Regions from separate parts of the Mus musculus genome. Here region 2 is linked to region 1. The links are chromatin contacts, called in public Hi-C maps. All regions are on one chromosome and are shown on one strand. The core of a region is the stretch at or near the end of the contact, and the rest is flanking DNA. Distances in the headings are between cores, read along the strand shown. Region 1 overlaps Ano6 (anoctamin 6). Region 2 has its middle 92 kb from the start of 2610037D02Rik.

Region 1 (3,397 bases), core at 306-2,805:
CACCCAAGGACACTAATGTTCTAGGTCTTTTAGGGTTTTCATTATTCAATGTTAGCATCATCTTTGGAGAAGAAAAACCCTATACTGTCTCACACATCAGTGCTGTAATGACCAGCAGCTGACATTCTCTGGCTCCTGCAAAACACCATATAATTTATTGATGATCTGCCTATGAGACCAAGGCAACACTCACTCAGGGGCTCATGCCCAGTGCCTGCTCTGTACTGGGAACTAGTCTAGCTGTAGGCTCAGCGTAGTCTAGGAATCCATGTGGAATGAAGGGTGTGGGCCTGAAACAGCCAAGTCTAAGAACTTCTCATCAAATATCCTTTACTGTGTTCCTCTGGCATAGCAACCTCATATGAAAGGAACTGGGATGGCTCTTCCTTTGCTCTGACACTCTTCAGAGGAGTAAGGGTCTGGGGAGCAGAGGTGATGGGCACTCCACGGTTCTGGATTCTATGTGGAAGCAGGGAACTGGCCCACACAGAAAAATGGCCCCAGGGAGGCTGTCCTGACCGACACTTGGAAGTCTTGGGTCTCGATCCAGTGGAAGAGAATTAACAAGCTATGACATCAGTATCTTTAAGCCAGAATCTCTGTGATTGTTAACAATAAGCTTACCTGGAGTCAAAGCATGGACAGGCCCTGGGTGCTGCAGGTCACATTTCAATTGCTCATAATTAATTTAGGAAATATACCCTACCCACTAACATTTAAAGCTCAGAAAACAGCTCACTGCCAAGCAGTTACTTAATCAAACAATTTAGTGTTAAACAACCTACTTGGCTCAGAAAATGCTCCCTTAGTAGTCTAAGAATGAGTTAAGTGTTTTGTTTTTTTTTTTTTTAATACATTTTCATATTGAAACAGCCTGATTTGTGCATGACCTACTTTCACTTATCTGGAAAAACACAAATATGAACTTGATGAAAGGAAGGGTTGTTTGCTGTGCAGCAGGATTAGAGTTATCTCACAGCTAAAGCTGGAATCCTTTCCTGGGATGGGAGTGTTGTCTTTGCTTTAAGAAGGGCCTTGACAGGTCACACAGAACAGGGCGGATAAAGCCCCAGCAAAGAATGTGGGTGCTCTGAAACTCGGTCGGCTAACTATTCCAGAGAGAATGAACAGAAACCTGGCAGTGAGGGAGGCAAAGAGTCAGGGCAAAAAAAGAGCTGGGAGCTGGATGTGGCGGGAGTTGTTGTATGTGGAGAGGCAGTGCAGTGAAGTATGCAGGGGGCATCAGCCTGCACCCGGCGTGAGTTCTGAGCAAGTCCATCCCACTGCATAGTGGGGTAAAAGGCATTACAAAGAAATTAAAATCCTTCCTAAGTTTACCTCCACGCTGGAGGACGTTAAGGAGAGGGGACACTGTTAGTACTGGCACAGAATAGAAAGGACTTAACAGAGGAGGCACAGTAGAAGGGCGACCAGAAGTTTCATGAAAACAAAAAGGGAAGCCAGAAAGTGCTTTTGCCAAAGGATGTGTGTGGTCAGAACAGCCTCCAGGGAGGTTCCCTGCAGGCCTCCTGAAGATCTGAAGAGCGTCAGTTCCCAAGAAAGAATTGACTACAGTACAGGAGGCCACCTTCCATGGCACAGTGAGGGCTGAGAACCACAGAATAGAGCAGCACTTTGACAGGCAGCTTCCCAAGGCAAAGGTCCAGGAGACCTCAAGTCCCGAAAAGGCCAAAGCAGATTCACTGGAGAACTGGAAAGGCCTTGGGTAACCAACGCCTTGAAGTTAGTTCAGTTAGACCCATGCCAGACTTCTGACCTCTGGGACAGGAAGACATTGAACCTTATTTTATCCTATTAAGCATGTAATAATTTGTTAAACTGCAATGGAAAACTAGTGCAAAACTGCAATGGAAAAAAATGCAGTGGAAAAAAAAGTGTCCTGTTTGCACAAAATACAAGCGGTGCTGGACTGTGAACAGATCCTACAGCAGGGCCCTTGCTAACAATGGGGAGTCGCTGTGCTCTGCCACTTTCTCAGGTTTTAGGGAAACCATTCAAAAACTCCTGTGGTGATTGTTTCTGATATCTCAGGGGTCACAGGAGGTGTCTGAAGTCATGGGATCCTAGAGTCAAATCCCACTGTAAGTTTACCCTGCCAGTGTGATCTGGGTAAGTCACTTAATCCCGTTAAGCCACAGATCTTCATTAGCAAAAGGGAGATTAAGATTTATGAAATCAAGCTATGTGAGTATGTACCGGCACACATAAACATACACATGAAAACACACAGCTCTTAGTTCAGAGATGGGCACATATTAGGCATGTGACATGTTACTATTGATGACTTCTGTATGCATGGGTGGGGGATGTATGCAAATTTGTGGTAATATGAAGTTCACAGCGCTAAGGACCCCCCCTCTCTCTTTCTCTCTCTCTCTATATCTATCTATCTATCTATCTATCTATCTATCTATATGTGTGTGTGTGTATGTGTGTGTATGTATATATATATAAAGATTTATTTATTATTATACATAAGTACACTATAGCTGAATTCAGATGCACCAGAAGAGGGAGTCAGATCTCATTACAGGTGGTTGTGAGTCACCATGTGGTTGCTGGGATTTGAACTCAGGACCTTTGGAAGAGCAGTCAGTGCTCTTATCCACTGAGCCATCTCTCCAGACCACAAGGACCCTTTCTCAAAGGTCTATTTACACAGCCATCTCAGTGATAACATGAGAGACATAAACTACAGCAGGTGGGATTTCTGTTAGAGATGAAGATGAAGGTCTTCTATAACTACCATTTGTGCTTGTGTGCATCTGCGTGTGTTCGGGTGTGCACTCAAGTGTGCAGGAGCATGTAAAGTCCAGGGGTTGACATCACATGTCTTCCTCAATCTTCATCCTCTAGTTTCTTTGAGGCATGGTCTATCCTTGAGCCCAGAGCTCCCCAGTTGAGCTCACGCACTGCCCAGTGAGCTCCAGGGCTCCTCTTGGTTCTCCCTCCCCAACACTGCAGGGCAGGTGTTTGTGGGAGTGCCTGGTTTTTTACATGGGCACTGGGAGTCCCCAATTCCCCAGGAAGCACATTACAACTGAGCCGTCTGCTGAGCTTTTCTATATAATTATTAAACACATAACAAACTCCCCGGTTGGACCTTTTGCCCAGAGGCCTTCAATTTCAATGCATTCTAATCTGCTTTTGAGACAGACGCATGGCTCCATGGGTAAACTGTTTCAGTGGGTGGGCTGGCCTGTCCCCCTTCCTGCCACCCAGGACCACCTATGCAGTACTCACGGGAGCAAGACTTCTTGTATGTTGTTCCAGATTGCCTTTCCCCCCATGATGATCGTCAGCTGTGTGGTCAGTTCAAGGAGGCAGCCCCCCGGGTCACACTGGCGTGTTACAAAGAGAACAACATTTAGGTTCC
Region 2 (3,397 bases), core at 614-3,113, 150 kb before region 1:
GGCTTCTCAATCCCTCCTCCTCCCCTTCCTCCTCCCCCCTCCTCCCCCTCCTCCTCCCCTCTTTCTCTCCTCCTCCCCTTCCTCCTCCTCCTCCTCCTCCTCCTCCTCCTCCTCCCCTCCTCCTCCTCCTCCTCCTCCTCAGCTTTGTGCCTGGCCACCAATCAGGAACTGCCTGGGCGCTCACAGGTGGGGGGGTTTCCAGGCTTAGTCAAATGAGTGCATCTGTAGCCTCCAATTCAAGTTCTTCCCAAAGAACCGGCCTGCATATATCTGAGAGGTACTTTGCCAATGAGAATGGTTGTGCCAGAGTTAGATTTGAAAACCACATCTATGTGACTTTTCTGGTTCTGCAGGCTCAGGTATTAACAAAGATTTTTTCTTAAGCTGTGGGTGGACATAAACTACCAGTAAGGAGAAGCCTGGGAAACATTCCCCTGCCTCCAGAATGGGCGTTTGGATTCAGGCAGTGTGAAATCAGAGCCATGCTATGTGTGCGTCTTTCCCAGCCCTGAGCTTGGGCTCACAGAAGTTAGGTCCTGCCATTTATTTCGGACAGAACAGGCTCCGGAGATGGCATGTGCTCACCGCCTGCTGTCTACATGAGTCTGATGGCATGTGCTCACCGCCTGCTGTCTACATGAGTCTTTTAAAAAGTCAGCCGTGTGCTTCTGGGTCTGCATCCAGACAAGGCAGAGTATTTGAGGGATAGGTCTCCATCTTATCTTTGCCTGGAATGCTACTTGATATATAGTATTAAAATTGGTAATATTTTGTTGTTATTGGAGGGGTGTTATTTTTTATTTCTTTGAGATAGGGTCTCCCTGTGCAGACCAGGCTGGCCATGAACTCAGATCTGCCTGCCTCTGTTTACCCCACACGCCAGTGCTGGGATTAAAGATGTTTGCCACCATACACAGCTTGATAAATGGCTTTTGATGGAAATTAACAGAGGCAGATAAATGACCTCCTTTCCATTGTCCCCGAACGTGACTGGTGTTCTTAGTGCTCACCTTGTCTTTGAAGTTGTAGGTCTAAGTCGGTCCTTCAAAGCCAGGCTTTTATAGGCAAGCATTTAAAGTCACATTTTAAAAAGCCCATTGTTCTCTCTGATAAATTTTGTTTTGCTTTTCTAGTATACGCCAGGTGCTTTGTATGCAGATACAAATGAGACAGAGCTCTGACCTCAATGAAGTCATTATATTATTAAGTATCTTAACAGCAGCCATTAGCTAATGATCATCCCAGGCAAGTTGCTCTACTCAGAATTCAGCTATCACTAAGATCTTGGCTGCTCTGAGAGATTACTGTGACGTATTATCTATTTGGGCTGACTTCAACACAAGGAGAATGAAGTACTACTGTAACTTATTCAGATAGTAGAATTGTTTTCCAGAACGAGAGCAGCATCTTAGAAATAAAAATCGTTGAAACTTTTACCGACGGGCATTTCGGTAAACGAGGGGAGGGGGGATCAGGAGATGCGATGTCTCCTTTCTCAGGCTGAAGAATGTGATTGTTTCTAAGGAACAAATGCCAGGTTGGTAGGTCAGTGACAACAAAATGAAGTCTTTTCATCTTGTAAAATATGATACCAGGAGAAGTTTATGCTTGATGATAACTTTCTCAAACACCAGGGGAAAAATGCTGATCACATTGTTCTGTAGACTCAATTGTGTTCTCAGCAGGGATACCTAATTGCCTTAATGACGGAGCAGAGGAGGAGAGTATCGCAGCCAGAATGCTTGGAAGAGAGTGGCGTGTTTTCACTGACAAGCTTTGGTTCACGCTAACCCAGGGCAGAGCAGAGCAGAGCAGAGTTCCATCTCCCACAAAGGTTGCGGTCTAAGACAGTAAATCCTGGGAAATCTCTTAGGGAGACGTCTCTGCTGGATGCTGCGGAGGCTGGACAGGGTGTCAGCTCGGTTGTGGGAACCACCTCTCCTAGAATTCCATTCCATGTATGGTTCTGGGTTAGAGTTGGCCACATCTGAAGTTTGCTTGCAGTTAGGAAGACAGCAGGGAGGAGGCTGGCATGACTTCGGAGCCCTGCGCCCTTCTGCACGTTGTCTTCTGTCTACTGCTTCCTCTGTTGGCTGTGGCCTTAGCTGAGCCATGGCTATGCCAGGCCCAGCCAGTTCTTTATCCTGAAAGGTGTTTTCTGTAGATCACCGGCGTCCTGGAGGGTAGCATAGTGAGAGGCAGCCATGGAAACCCTTTGGCTCTTTGAGTTCTAGTTCACCCATATGGGTTCTGGTCTCTCTGTCCTCTGCCTCATACGCAGCATTTCTTTGTAATACTAGTCTTTCTGAGCTACAGCAACTTCAGGCCCACTGCAGATGCTAGGGCCATTGTACTGACTTCCATAGTGAAGTCTACCCTAAGCCTTGTAGCCCATGTCACTCAGAGTGGTCCTGTCTCTGGGTGAGTCCCTAAGTCCTCACTGATAGTACGCTAAACATGAGTCTGTTGGTACATCCACTAACTGATTTCCCTTTTGCCTATTGCTGTGCCTGTCCTCTGAGCCAAGCAGCTACCAGCTTGGGGCATTCATCAACATTCTTTTGCAAAAGACCATCCCGACCAGGTTTATTGATGGTTTACACAAGAACCTACACACATAGACATACATGCAAAGATATACATACATACACATACACACACAGACACTCACACAGATTCATACACATAAAAACACACACAGACATGTACACAGACACACACAGACATTTAGAGATATAACACACACAAACATTCACATACAGAGAGAAACACACAGATACAGACACAGACTTACACAGAAGCATACATGCACACATAGAGACACATACACACAGACACATACACAGATACACAGACATGCGTACTGACAGAGACACACACAGAGACACACAGATATACACACAGACACATGTTTATACAAATACACGGACACAGACATGTCATACAGATATGCACACAGACATGTGTACAGACAGAGACATACCGATATACACATAGACATATGCATACACACACACAAACACACATACAGACACATGTACTCACAGACATAGGTACACACAGATAGACATAAGCACATAGACACACAGCACATACACAGACATGTACAAACAGAGAAACACAGACACACACAGAGGCACACAGACACATATACACATAAACATACAGACAGACACATGTACTTATAGGCATGTGTATACACACACACACGCACACACACACACACACACACACACACACACGTGAGCACATGGGTGGAATAGGTATGGGATTCTTGCCTGAGAATTCAGCAGCTCCCTACCTACCACCTGGCATCTCTGTGTACGGCCTCAGAGAAGAGCTACAGAGATGGGAGTCCATCTATAGAGCTAAAGGGAGTCTCTCGTCCTGCTGAGTG

The links. Hi-C and Micro-C count contacts between places; a contact is called where the count stands out from the background.
Region 2: a contact with region 1 is called in a Hi-C map of uterus. The contact joins two enhancer-like sites.

What each region holds. Positions count from the first base shown.
Region 1 is chr15:95,949,824-95,953,220 of GRCm38.p6, reverse strand. It overlaps Ano6 (anoctamin 6), which reads right to left. Exons shown (of 20, transcript NM_175344.4): 15 at 3,265-3,362. Among named protein-coding and RNA genes, the nearest start is that of Gm41389, 40 kb to the right of the region's middle. Within about 2 kb of position 1,555, at least 32 of the 459 cell types and tissues checked have an H3K27ac peak or open chromatin away from gene starts, as enhancers often do. A contact at or near this core is called in uterus, where this site is marked.
Region 2 is chr15:96,104,602-96,107,998 of GRCm38.p6, reverse strand. No RefSeq gene overlaps it. Among named protein-coding and RNA genes, the nearest start is that of 2610037D02Rik, 92 kb to the left of the region's middle. Within about 2 kb of position 1,863, at least 12 of the 459 cell types and tissues checked have an H3K27ac peak or open chromatin away from gene starts, as enhancers often do. A contact at or near this core is called in uterus, where this site is marked.